Linked DNA regions of Gasterosteus aculeatus: region 1 is linked to region 2. The links are chromatin contacts, called in public Hi-C maps. All regions are on one chromosome and are shown on one strand. The core of a region is the stretch at or near the end of the contact, and the rest is flanking DNA. Distances in the headings are between cores, read along the strand shown. Region 1 overlaps LOC120809042 (solute carrier family 66 member 2). Region 2 holds the start of LOC120809505 (malonyl-CoA decarboxylase, mitochondrial).

The links. Hi-C and Micro-C count contacts between places; a contact is called where the count stands out from the background.
Region 1: a contact with region 2 is called in a Hi-C map of tail fin, with 1.6 times the contacts expected there. The contact joins the enhancer-like site here to the promoter of LOC120809505 in region 2. A contact is called at or near these places in 2 of 6 Hi-C or Micro-C datasets (skeletal muscle and tail fin).

Annotation. Positions count from the first base shown.
Region 1 is chrX:6,785,856-6,792,598 of fGasAcu3.hap1.1, reverse strand. All of the region lies in intron 3 of LOC120809042 (solute carrier family 66 member 2), which reads right to left. Among protein-coding and RNA genes, the nearest start is that of LOC120809042, 10 kb to the right of the region's middle. Within about 2 kb of position 3,483, at least 1 of the 9 cell types and tissues checked has open chromatin away from gene starts, as enhancers often do.
Region 2 is chrX:6,749,648-6,756,749 of fGasAcu3.hap1.1, reverse strand. LOC120809505 (malonyl-CoA decarboxylase, mitochondrial) reads left to right here and starts at 3,367. Exons shown (of 5, transcript XM_040163353.2): 1 at 3,367-4,101. The coding sequence starts at 3,556. LOC120809041 (DNA topoisomerase 1) reads right to left here and starts at 1,591. Exons shown (of 18, transcript XR_013451063.1): 1 at 1,004-1,591.

The DNA.
Region 1 (6,743 bases), core at 2,234-4,733, 36 kb before region 2:
GAAACGAAACTGCAGTTAGTTACATCAAGATGGAGAGAGCTTTTTGCATTGGAAGTAAAACAAACAATGTTGCGACATACAGCGGAGAACTGTGCAGAGGAATTACGCCACGTGTCAAACAGAAAGGAGGTGGGTGGCAAACGACCACTTAAAGCACTGCTATGTTAAGCTAGCTGCTAGGCTAAGCTAGCTGTTCTGCTACTACCATCTCAACATCTAACGTTACCCTGCGCGGCACACAGTCTGCAGAGGACCACCACTGTGTCCCTAAAAGACCGTGGTTTGAAAACGTTCTGGCTAAATGTGGGGAGATTGTTGGCACAAACACAGCCGTTAAATGATGGAGAGTTGAGAGCAAAGTGCACGAGGACAACAGGAAGAGTCGCTAGTTCAACATGTTCCACCTGGTGGAATTCTGCCTCCAAGATGATCAAATGTGTGTAGTTTTGTGTTATAATAACATTGACATTACAACGTCTAAAATACACGCTTTTTAATCTATTGACAGCCCTAATAATTAGTAATATGTGTTATATAGTAAATGGTTGATGTGGCACAGTGTTTATTGCGTGTTGCTGTTATTATTATTATTAATTAATATGGCATATTGATGTCGGAAAGACATTTTGATGTTAAAAACGTATTAATACCTTGATTCCAATGGTATCTCCATGCTCTGCGTCCGCAAATGTCCCTACTACAGATTTCTTTCGTCTCTCTTCATTTCTGTCTCCCACGCTCTACTCAAGGTTGGACACCAGTCGCCCACACACAAAGTGCACAAGTTACGTAAATAAAAGAAAACACAAGAGAGATCCTATCTGGACAGACAAAGTGGATCCGACCGGAGGATAAGAAGACCTGATCTGAAACCTAAGAAGGAACAAATAGGAACACTGAGATTAACTGCTGGAGCTTCATGCTGCCATGGAGACTCCATGCCATTTCTCACAGCCCCTCAAACTTCACACTCTCTTGCCACATTTCTCTCTTTGGATTTGGCAAATTGACATGATAAAGTGTCCACTATATCTACTCAAGTAGACATTGACACACAGACCTGTGACGCTTTACAACACAGCGGGACCCTTTTGACCCCTAGAAGACGTCTGCTCTCTGCTTGTCTCTGGAGCTCTGTTTGTGTGCGTCCCTCTCACGACTCGTCCATCGCCGCCCCTCCTCCCTGTTCTGTAAGCTCCATGAAAAGAAAATCAAAAGGTAAACAAAGTACTTTGTTGTTGTTGTCCTATGGATTGTCCTGATTGCGAGCCGTATAAGACTCTGTATCTTGCTACACCGCTAAAAGTCTCAAATGAGTTGAGTCTGTAGGTGAAAACCTCCGTGTTGCCTCGATGAAGTTTTCTTGCCCGTCTTGCTCCGAATTCAAAGTTTGACATTTAAGTCTGGCTCGTCCCGCTTCATGTGTTTTTTAAAGGTTGTGATGATTGAGCAGATGTTTTCCTATTAGGGTTGTTGGTTTACGAGCTGTTATCTATTAACACCAAACACCAAAGCTTTAATCTCTGTCAGCAACGACATAGAGGACACGTAGTCACAGTGCCACCAATTTTTACCTCTTATTTATTAATAATTCTGTTCTGAGACTTAAAAGACGTCGACAGGCAGACTCTCATTTTTATTAGCGCTTTCATACCAGTGTCGGCAGCTCGTGCTGACAGACTCGTGTTGTGAACGCACGTTTGATACCAGACATCAGAGCACCGAAGCTCGAGCTGAAAGTGAGCAGGAAAGGCCAACTTTCATTGCTGCAACTACATGACCCAATGCGCCGCCTCACCACGTGCGCAGGGACACATCCTGTATCGTTCTAGCTCTACTCCAGAACGATCAACGAAAAAAGGACTCATATTTTCTACTTTTAGGCATTAGGACATTGGATAGCATGCTGCGTTATCATATCATACAACCTAATTGCTCCATTCAGCCGCGTTACCCAACGCTTGTTGGGTAACGCGGCGTGATCCATTTCACCAACCGAGTGTCCCATGTGGGCTCAACACTGGGCGATGAGTGTGTCCGGAACGAAGAAGCTTTGTGGTACTGTGGTGTAGTCTCTCATAGGATGTGAACACGAACACACACACACACACACACACAAACACACACACACTTCATCCTCAGGGTAGAATTACACTAACACGTAGTCAGAGCAATTACAGCGGAGCTTCATCAAAAGATTAGATATATGGTCCATTGACCTCACAACTGCAGCTGCACTTTCCTTCACCCGCTTGTGTGTATGGTCACCACATGGAGACAATGTCCATGTACATTTATCGTTTAATACAATAAATTAATTGTCTTTCTTTGTCTTCTAGTATTGCATTTACATTCTCTACACAGTGGAGACAGAGAAGCCAAGGCTAACACAATATTCTACAAATAAGTTACTTCTCCTTTTCAAATTACGCACATGTAAAAGACGGGTTGCTTGACGCGTTGCATTTGTGCATCGGATCAATTCCTTCATTCTCACTCTGTCAAGGACAAACTTTCTCTCACATCCACTGTCTCACTTTTACACAAAAATGACACAAATCCAACAAAAAATGTCAGTGTGACCCTGATTGATGTTTCACACAGTGACGAATATCCTGAACAACAGGGGCCGGGCCTGTCTGGCGCTGTTAGAAATGTATAAAAAAAAACTCAGAATGATCAAATAATGACGGTCAATATTTCGCCACTTTTCCCAAGACACGACTAGACACGTCTTAACACAAATTACATTTTTTCTCCAGACCAGTCTTTCAGTGATTGTTTTCACGACATGATGCTGCCGGCTACGAAGTTGCGTCAGTGTCCACTTCGTTGCTTCAGCGGGTCCGAGACCACGGGGTAGAAATGAAGAAAGATGTATGAGGCTGGGGAGAGAATGAGCGAAGTTTAGGAGGGACAAGAGAAAGAGACGGTCCGCTGCAGAGCTGTTTCTGCTGCTTCAGTACTCAGGAACCTCTGGGGGGACAAACAGGGATTGTCCCCTGTGAGAGTTCATCGGATACTCCTCCTAGTCAACAGAGGCAGGAACACAATCCTCTGAAGAGCTTTGGTTAAATTGGGAACTCAGGGTGGACTGCTGCAAGTTGTTCAAAGAAATTAATAAACAATTCCCAACACAAATAAATCTGTGTTACTGATTATTGCTCTACCCTAATCTGAAGGGAGAGACCATCTGATAGTGATTCATAACATTATGGCCAATGTGCTGCTGATTTATTGCTTGCAAAGATAACAATTTAGAACTTAAAGTAACTTAATTATTGTGGGTATCCACAATGCCTCATAGGATTAGTCCAACAGCAGTGATGATTAAAAACGGTTAATCATATCCCACATGAGCTTGTCTCTTTTTTGGCTCCTATTATCTTGGTTGCTTGTTGAAAAACCTGCTTTGTGTGTGTGTGTGTGTGTGTGTGTGTGTTTGGGTTTGAGGAGAGTCCTGCAGGCAGTGATGTTCTCAGGAAGCACAGAGGGACGCGTTGGAGACGAGTCAGAGAAGTCTGCATAAGTCTGGCGTCTCATGGACAGCGCGGTGCCCGGGGCGCATCTTCACCTCCAATTAGAAAGCCGCCCCCCCGCCTGCTACAGCCAGTTCTACCCACTGCGCTGCAAGGTCCTGTTCCTCTGCTAGATGGATCAGACAAGAATACTTCTATAAAAGCATCCGTTTTATTATCATAGCCAGAGACTGTCTGATGACGACAGAGGTAGACTTAAAACACCCCCCTTAGATCATGTACATCTTTTGCCTCTGAAATAAGAAGATTTTAAATGAAGATTTTGGATGTTTATTTTATTGCATATTTGCTTTGAGTAAATGTTGAACAATGTGCGACAAAAAGAGAGCAGAAAGCCGCCCGAGAGTGGAGTCTGTCTCATTCGGGGTTTTACACAATGAGGGAATAATGAGCTCAAGCCTCTGAGGGACCTGTTTACGAGGCACATTAGTCCTTGACAGTCAAGGACTAATGTGCATTACCCCTCAAAGTATCGCATGAGTCTAGTTCGCTGGAGGACTTTCCCATGTGGTATTGCAGCGCCCCAATAACGAAACTACAGGCGAATGACTTTCCCCAATAGGGGTCATGCACTTTGGGAATTTGTGTTTAATGAGGTTCTCGGTGTGCGGCTTTAGTAAAGCAGCTGTTCGTGGCTGCAGTCTGTCTCCACGCTGCACAGGGCAGCTGGCTGGAGCAAAGAGGCCATCAAATGTGGAGGGAAAAGAGGGGAGGAAACAGCGAGCCGGACCACAGAGAAGCAGCGATTCCATTTACCCTCCGCATGAGAGAAGCGTTGTCACAATTCCAAATGCACCAGCAGCCAAGGCAAACCACAAGAGCAAGCTAGTCTCCCGCATCACCTGAAAGGGTGCCATGCCAGTGAGCACATGGAGCATGTGAAAGCCTCATCCAACGCTACGATATTATTGTAGTATCGCTAATTCCAAACAACAGTAAAACCTGTTCTCATTCGTGTTTGCTGCCACATAAAACATGAGGATATCTATTATTGCTTTTATCTTATCAATCTATTTACTATGTTACTGACTTGACGTTAAATATCATGTAGTTAAACCCTAAATAGCATCATTAAGTGACAGGATTCACACCGCTCTTTTTGCGCTGTCATCATTTGAAATGTGATATTTGGTGGATTTGAACTGTTTGATGATACTATTTTGGGCTTTGGGCATTTAGCAGCATTATGGGGCGGGAGGGGTGTCATTGTTTGGACCGGCGGGTTTGTGGTTGCTGTGGCTTGTCAGACTAAACAGACAGCCCATCGCCAGGGAGAACACGCTCAGGGTGCCTTTCATCGACTTAACGGGCACTCAGAAGGTATTGACATCGTGTTATCGGGCATCTAGCCCACCTGGTTTATGGATGTCTTTATACACATGACAGAAACACACTCACACAATCCGGTACACACACACACACACACACACACACACACACACACACACACACACACACACACACACACACAGAGTAAAACAGCTGTGCAGCATGCGCTAAGGCGACCTACTGTAAATGACAGATGGGTACACACAGCCTTTCCACACACGCACCTGTCGGGTTGTACAGCGGAGATGGACGGTGATAGATGGCGTCTTCCCGTCACATCGTCTCTCTAGTGCCAATCTAATGAGGCAGCGCACCCTCCTGACTGACACAACCAGTTCGGGCGGGACCAAAGTTCAGGATTACTAACCCACATCCATAAATAACCACCAGGTATCGGAGCAGACCCTCATCTTTGATTAGGGCAAAATCATTTTCTGTAAAACAGGCGCCGCTATGAAACTGACTGTGCATGTAGACTGACAAGGTTAAAGGATGAGTGGGAAGAGGGTTCCATCAAGGGCTGTCTGAACCGACCCACGCGGCCCTGAGAAGAGGTCTAATACGGGGGAACGGGTGGTCTGCAGTGGGCACGGAAGGGCTTCATAAAATCAGCTTTATTTACCATAGAAGGTTCTACAATCGGTGCATTCAAAAAAAGAAAAAGGAGTGTCACTCACCAGCACGCCAGCGGTCCCACTGCCAAGCGTGTCAAACCCTGAAGAGACACACCAGGCCAAAATAATGACTGTGAGAAACTGCTCTCCACATCCAAAAGATGGCTGCAAAACTTGGTGGTTGTAGAACAGTGTTTTTAAATTGCGTCTCCTGGGGAAGCCGCCGTGAAAACTATTAGAGCATAAGCACCATCTTGACAAATACTCTTCTGAGGCATGTTATATTATTCCCACACATTCTGGCCAAGTAAATCAAAACGCCTGAATGCTAATAAAGCAACTGGCGCCTACCTCACTTCATTTGACTTAATTAAATCGTTATCGGGGGTTCAATTAGACTATTGACGTCGACAGTAAGGACCTATCCGTGTGCTGTAGGGCAGTGGTCCCCAACCTTTTTGTACCTCACGGACCATTTTAATGTCAGAAAATATTTCGCGGACTGGTCGAGAAGGTCCGGCGGAATAACGGGGGGGTAGTAGTCGTTGCGGGCGGAACGAACGACGGGAGGGGGTGTAGTAGTCGCGCGCTCTGTGTTCGCTGGTGGGCGAAACTGCCGTGCACGTGTAAGAGGACATTTGTAAACGTGAAGAAAAACGCCTGGTGACGCGTGGGGAATATGTCAGAGCACATAATTGCACATAAAAGCCGGTCAATTTTCAAAATAAAACATTTTTTGGAAGAAAAAATATATATATTCTTTCTGTGGTGCAGCCCGGTACCAAATGGCCCACGGACCGGTAGCGGTCCGCGGCCCGGTGGTTGGGGACCACTGTTGTAGGGTATGTAAATGATATTTGCGGGTTCCGTCTGTGTGTGCGCGTATGTCTATGTGCTGGTTACACCTGATTTGTCATGCTGCAGTGGCGCTGGCTGTGTTGCAGATAAGGCGGAGTGGCAGAGTGATCACGCTCTGCACTGCAGCATTCAGGCACAGACAAAGGCAACACGGGGTGCAAAAGACCAGAGCGTTTCGTCTTCACGCACAGTCAAATGTCACAGGTCCATGTGGGAAAATGTGAAGACCTTGCATTTAAAAGACTCAAGGTGAAAACTCACTAGTACTGTACAGCAGCGTAAGTCAGCTACTGAGCTTTCCCTACTCTTCAAGCTGCCCAAAACAGCCCAAAGCTGCAATTATCTGTCCGTTGATTCGGTTGTTTACACTCCAAATCAAAAAAGTTTTCACCAGCATGGCAGC
Region 2 (7,102 bases), core at 2,118-4,617:
GAAAGAGGCCCTTTCACGCTGAGGAAAATGTGCTCCCTGAGTCTTGTAGCTGATGAGGATCAGTGGAAACTTAATCAGTAATTCAGTCAGTGTGCCATGAAATGACATGAGGCTAGCTGTAACAGAGAGCTGCCTGCTCCACTGCCAGTAGCGCTTTCAGGTGTCTATTCATCTCCCTGCTCCAATCAATTACACAAGCCAATGACAGATCGCTCCACATTCATTTGTCTGCTCATATGTGCATGGTAATGAACGCATCAGATATCAAGGTAAATTAATATATTCAAATGAAGATGGAGTGGCCACTGTACTCCATCTTCAAATGAATTTCATGCACGCTCTCAATGCCACTGGCCTGCACAGCAACTCGGGCCGGCATAACGTTCTGTTGATAACACACTCATGTGTGTATCCTCCAGCACATCGTGCCACGTGCCTCTCACGCTTTCTTGCCCGATTTATCACCATTGCAAGAATGTGAAGCGTTGTGCTGGAGTCGGGTCATAGGCATGTATTGTAAGAGAGCTGCTTAAACATCTATGGCAAGGTAACCGTTATTTTAAATATGACTTATGATGGGATTACAATGAAGTTCAGGCTAAACTGTAGCTCGTTAAATAACTGGTGCATCTTTATTTCAGCAGGGCTTCTTCTGTTTGTAGACAGGTCAGCTGCAGTAAATCAGTATTATAATTTCAGTTGAGCCACTCGCTCAAGTTGTTGTTTCTCAATGACTTTATAGAAGTTTGCTGGTCATCCAACAAAAGGTTTCATGGTACACTCTAAAATTACTTTTAAAGTAATTTACAACAATAAAATAAATACATACTGTAAAGAAATCACCCACTTCATTATCATCTGAAAGCATATTTATATTAACACGTTTTAAAATTAAAATCAACATGTGTGAAAATGTCTTCTTCTGCTTTTATGTAACATCAGGTGTCAGTGTGTATAGTAGTTGAGTTGCCACACACACACACACACACACACACACACACACCTGTTCCAGGTCGCATATCCCGTGGCTCCATCGTTTTCATAGTCTCTGCGCTTCTTCGGCGTCTTCGCTTTCAGTCTGGCCTTCCCGTTTTCTTTAGCCTCATTCTTTCTTGCCATCGTTCGCACGGCCCTCCGCGGGGCACAGCGAGAAATGGTTCAGCGCGACGGGTGAAACAGTTCAGTTCACAGTGCAAAACCAACCACAAGTCCCCCCCCCCCCCAAGTTAAGCTAAATTAAGCTAGCTCGTGAACGTTAGCCAACGCGACCAGAGCCGTTAATTGCGTTCATTTTAACGGTGCGGTCCATTGGCTTAAACGCGTGTTCGGGACGTTGCAGTAACACGGGAGTTTGCTGTGTTGTTGGCTCGCCACTTGTAATGCCAAGAAAAGACGAGCTAACGTTATGTATCGTAAAAATACAAACTTCTTTGGCAGTTCCCTTCAACCTTCACAGAGACGCACAGTGGAAACCTCGGGTGACCCGGATTCCTTTCGCTTGCAGTTCCTGAGTTGAATTGAGCGCGCCTCGGTGACCAGCTGCATCCTGATTGGCTGAGGGACTTCCGGGAGTTGACACATGAGCGTGATTTCGGGGGTGTTACGTCGTATTCTGTGACCCGTTCTTTCATGTCTGTCGTTGGAGTCCGTTTTCCCCTTTGGCGTTAGTTAACGCTGAAATTAACTATTAATCATTTTTGATTGGTCAGGTAATAATGGTTTTTAGGCCTACCTACATATTAATGTCACGTTTTAAAAGATTAATAAGAGTAATAATTGGAATGGTCTTGAATGGATGAGGTACAATTTATACTATAGATTGTTTTCCCTTACAGTGTCCTTTTATTGTTTATAAAGTGGCAGAAAGATCATATACATAAAAAGGGACAAAGACATTTGTCACCTTAGTTTGGCTCCTGATTAAATCCTATTTACTCCAGTTATAAGGTTTACATTACGGTAGCACATTCTACAGCTAATTGTTCTCGTATTCTCCGCAGTATTTTTTTTGTCTTACTATGGGTCTTTAATGGATCATTCTGAAACAATTTAGCAATTGTTGTTATCTTTGGAAAATTTTATTCCTACCATAATTGTGTTCTTGTCTGAGGGAAAAATCAGCATAAGACTATTACAAAATGTGTCATTATAAAAAAATATTTCAGCTTCTTGACTTAATCTATGAGGATAAAATATATTTAGCAAGAAAATAATTTATTATATATTCCTTCACTTGACAAAAAAAAAGAAATACAACAAAATATCAAAATAGGTCACTGCACCTAACAAATACAGTTTTAATATCTTTATACTTTATTCTTATAAAAAATCTTAAGTGGATGACATTATTAAGTGGTTAATATACCCAAAGTATGTCAAAAAGGAAGCAATCAACCTTTTTCAAACATAAAATGCTTGATGTTTTCACCCGGACGATGGATTCCAACAGAGAAGAAGGCTGTGACTAGGTAGTTTCCTAAATGGTAGTCTGATGCTGAACCTAATCACAACTAAGGTTACATTAACGTAGCAAAGCTTTAAAAAAGTAAAATAAGTTATTGCATGCTGCTGGTTAAACAACCGTTTACTCTATTCTCATTCAAATACATAGTAAACTAGTCACTATTAGCTAGTGAAACACACTGGCAGTTATTAGAGGACCTGAATTATTACATGTTTTATTTTCCCTCTTTTATGTTCAAAAGTGAAGTAATGAAGACGGCCTACTGGGTTTCAATTGTGGCAGCTGCCATATCAAAATATGATTTGGAGTCTCGTGACAATGAGAACATAATACTGGATTGGAAATTCACAAGACATTGTTGACAAGCTACTTACGTGATTCAAGAATAGACCTTTCTTTCCAAGAAGTAAAGTCTTATTCATCTTTGAAGCAGACTCTCACATAACGGCTACTAATAATTTGAAAGAAATCAGCAACATTCCATTATCGATCCGCTTCTTATTGTTACTCTTCATACCGGATTAAACAGCTGTGGTTTGTGGGAAAAGTATTTCAAAAAGGCTGTCATTTATATTTCAATATTATGACCAAGTTGTCATTTGCTGTGTAATTTGGAGGTTCCTGATCTTGTAATAAAACACGTCAAAATAAACAGAAAAACAAACAATGATTTATGGAGTATTTTATTGATGTACTGAGTCTGGGTGTGATTTTTAAATATATTGCATACACACATAGTCTTTTACCATCAACACTGTTATTAGTATGAGTTTTTTTTTTTAAATATACATTCATTTACTGAAGGCACACGATGTATAAAAACCTACAAAACATCGAAACATATTTATATTTAATTTGTTACATTGATAAAAGTCATGCAGCAAATTAGTAACTACTTTAAGGCTTTACAAAATGCGATGTCCCAGATATGCAGTCATTTCCATTCACACGAGGGAGCCTTTTTATGTTTTATACTGGCTGCGATGAACCTTCTTTGGGTTCACGACATGCTGCACTGTCTCTTTAAGAGACCCGGAAACGGTTCCCCGCCGTGTGATCGCGAGTCGCGTGTCCGGTGCACGTAGCTGATCATGCTATCCCTCCCCGCCAACTGGGCTTTCCGAGGCGGTGTGCGGTGCTGGCGACACCGGGCTGTGCTCAGAGGGGCTCTGAAGGCCCCGGACGTCAACGGTGTCTGTCGGTACTCGACCCCAATTCGTGGCGGTGTCGCGGGCATGGAGGACATACTGGCCAGGGTCGTTGCACCTTTGCCCACGTACGAGACGAGAGACAAGTACCCGCCTCCCCCCGAATCCAACAGCCTGGAGTTCATGCACTTCTACGCGGGTCTCGAAAAGGAGGAGAAACTCGGCTTCTTGACGAAGCTGTCGCACGACTTCGGAGTGGACCACAAAGGCATCTCCGAGCTCGCCTTGAGGCTTTTGGACGCTCAGCTACGAGACTTGGCGACCATTCTGCAAGTGGAAGACCGGCTGCGATATGGCCTGACACCCCGTTATAAGCAGCTGCTCAACCATATAAGCAGGGTCGAAGGTGGCGTGAAGTTTCTGGTGGATCTCCGAGCTGATGTGCTGGAAATGATCTCATCCAAAGCTAGCGAGACCCCGCAAATAAGGGTAATTGATTTGTTTACAATATCTACGGATGCCCGCGTGTGCCAAAGCAGCGGCGTTCGCGTTTGGAGGTTTGGCATGGCTAGCCTGAAAACAGCTGACCCTCAATGTTCCAGTTATTTAAAAGATGATATCTGTGCTATATTTAACAGCGAGCTGAGTATAGCTGCTTACACAACTCATGCCTCACTGACGCACTTGTTCTTATCAAGTGGCTCACGTTTCCTCCCAACTTGTCGCAACGACCTTTGCTCCAGATTTCCCTCCTAATCGAACTTTTGGTGCAAAATGTGTTTTTTTTTCCTCCATTGATTTGGGTGCTTTTACAAATAGACAACACGAAGCTTTAGAGCCAAATTGCAGGGCTTCCTTTTATTTATTTTGCACTGTATCCACTTACTGGAATGCTCGTTGGAAAAAAATATATACTCTTATACCAGTTTCATTGCATCACGCAGCCATGGTTCACATCCATTTCTTACCCATTATATCACAAAGCTACCCTCATTTCTTCAGTCATTCATTTTCACTCATTATTTTCAGTTCAGAACTTGTGTAGGAGGTTTAATGCACACATTGGACTTGGAGTGGAATATTTTTCACATGGCTTGTTGTCATAACTCTGTGCTCTTTGGTGCAGTTTTGTTTGAGAATATAAATGAACTCCAGGGGTTAATCTCATCTAAGACCTGCTGTAATTTACTTATTTTTTGCTTTTTACATTTAGGACGTTTTTAGTTTTTTTTTATAATCAAAGAAAAATCTGGCTTCATTTTTACCTGTTTTTTTCTGTGATATTGAGTTTCCTACATGAAGGATGCTTTGGTTTTGTAATTGGAAAACACAATTTAGCAGCTTAATTCCCCGCTGGAGAATACTCCGGGTCCTTTTTAAAGCAAGCTCAGTGATCACCATGAGAGGGGCCGTCTTTGGCTACTGATTGAAGTGAAAAAACCCTTCCCCATTTGAGATACATTTTTTGAATGTTTTGTTGGCCTTCACCATAGAGCTTTATATTATTTTGAAAGACCCTGCCTGCACCATAGCCGACGGACTTCTGGCTTTGTCTCCGACTCAATACTTATTTTCCCGCTGAGCTGTGGTTCAGAAGCATTTAATGTTAATATACGAGACCTACTGAGACCTTTTGTAGCTTTGAAAAGGTCTAAGCTACCTACAGTGTACTGAGTGCCCGGCCACCTTGGTCTTAGGGGTGCACAGCAATCATTTCTTCTCATGGCCAGAATTGATTGGGCTAAGAGGAGAAAAAGGTTGTGGTAAATCTAAAGCTTTTAGTACATGTATTGATACTAAGTGCATTCCAGGGGAGAGCACTTGCTGTCCATAATGGATCGGATAATCCTAGTGCCACAAAAACATGGCGGAGGGGTTATATAATTTCTGAAATATTTCTGATGTTTCTTCTTATATATAAATATAATTTCATTTAACATGGTTATTTATAATTATTTGAATTCAAAGACCTTTTCTTATTAATGTCCCTGACAACAGAACGCGCATACTTGGGCCCAAACTAACGTTGCCCCTGGGTGAGTCTATTTAAGGATGCTGATTGGCTAAAAATTGTTTATTTGATCAGCAATTGGTGCAAAGTGCTCCTTAGACCTGCCTGAAGACGGGACGTGCGACGACGGGCAATTGGCCAGCCGTCACTTGTTCATCTTTCCACAAACAGCGGATGAAAGATGTGAATAAAAGTCCGGTGCATCGTTTTGGATTCCACACAGCTTAAGTGAGGCTATTCTTTTTTTTTTTTTGGCCTGACAAGTGGCACGCAGCCTACTGGAGGACAAGTATTGGCGCGCTGTGAGTTTGACCTGTAAGCCCTTTGGCTTATAACTGCGGCTCGCTGCATTTCTGCTGCCCCACTGCCAAAAGAACGCAGACTCTTTCTAATGGAGTGCAGGATCAGTCTTTTCCCTTCTGTTTGGTTTTCCGTTTCTGTCCTAACCTCAGGCTTTTTGATTCGAGACCCGTACACGTCAGAAGACTACGTCTTCCGCTAGGTCAATGAAATACACATCTCGGTCGGGCCTTTCTTCTGAGTGGGAGAGAATTGGCCAGCGGCTGCACTCTCGTGGGTTGTTTATCCGCCGCGTTTTCCCACAGAAATGCGCCGCTGGGATTACTGGCTGTTTTTCATAGATTATTTCACTTCTGGCAGTTTGTGAGGTAAAAAAGGAACTCCGATACACACATATTCACAACAAGCAGCAATGTGTCTCAAACTTTTGATTGGCTCCTTGCAGTTTTCCAGCGGGAGACCTGTGAACCACAGAGCTGCATAATGCAGTGTTTAATGCGTGTATGTGGGGAATACTTTGATAGTGGCTCGCAGAGGATCGCAGCCAGTGGCTTTTACACCATGACGGTAATGGAGCTTGATTATATTAGCCATTGTTATGACTGACAAGCTGTTATTAAAGGGATGCAAGGAATCTGCCAATATAAGCTGTATTTATGTGCCTGAGTGTGTTTGCTTGGCTGCGGCACGTCCGCTTGTTTGTGTGTTTGCAAGAGATTTGCTTTAAATGAAGTCTGACCTTCGCGGGACGACGGGCCTGCTTTGAAATGGCAAGTTGTTTATTGGGGTGCCTCGTCTCTACCCGTCGCAAGCTCAAAAATAGCACCACTCATGATGTTAAAACGTCCTAACCGCTTACAAGCGTCTACAGGGCCGTACGCCTCAACACACTGTGAATGAAAGCGGCCTGGAATTGTTTACAGCCAACAGACAAACTCGAGCGAGCTGGAAGCCAGTCAATAAAGTTCTCTCAATAAAAATGTCTAAGGCCCGTGAGGACTGTTCATCCACCGCTTTTTATCGTCCTGTAAAAGTTGTAATTTTTAATGAAAACACTTCTGGTGTCTCTCCTTCACGAAATATACAGGAATAACCCCCCAAAAATCCCCCATAGCAAAGTAAAAGCTAATGTAGTGGAGAGCATAATGTTCCTTTCCACATGAATCAGATTATTGTTTT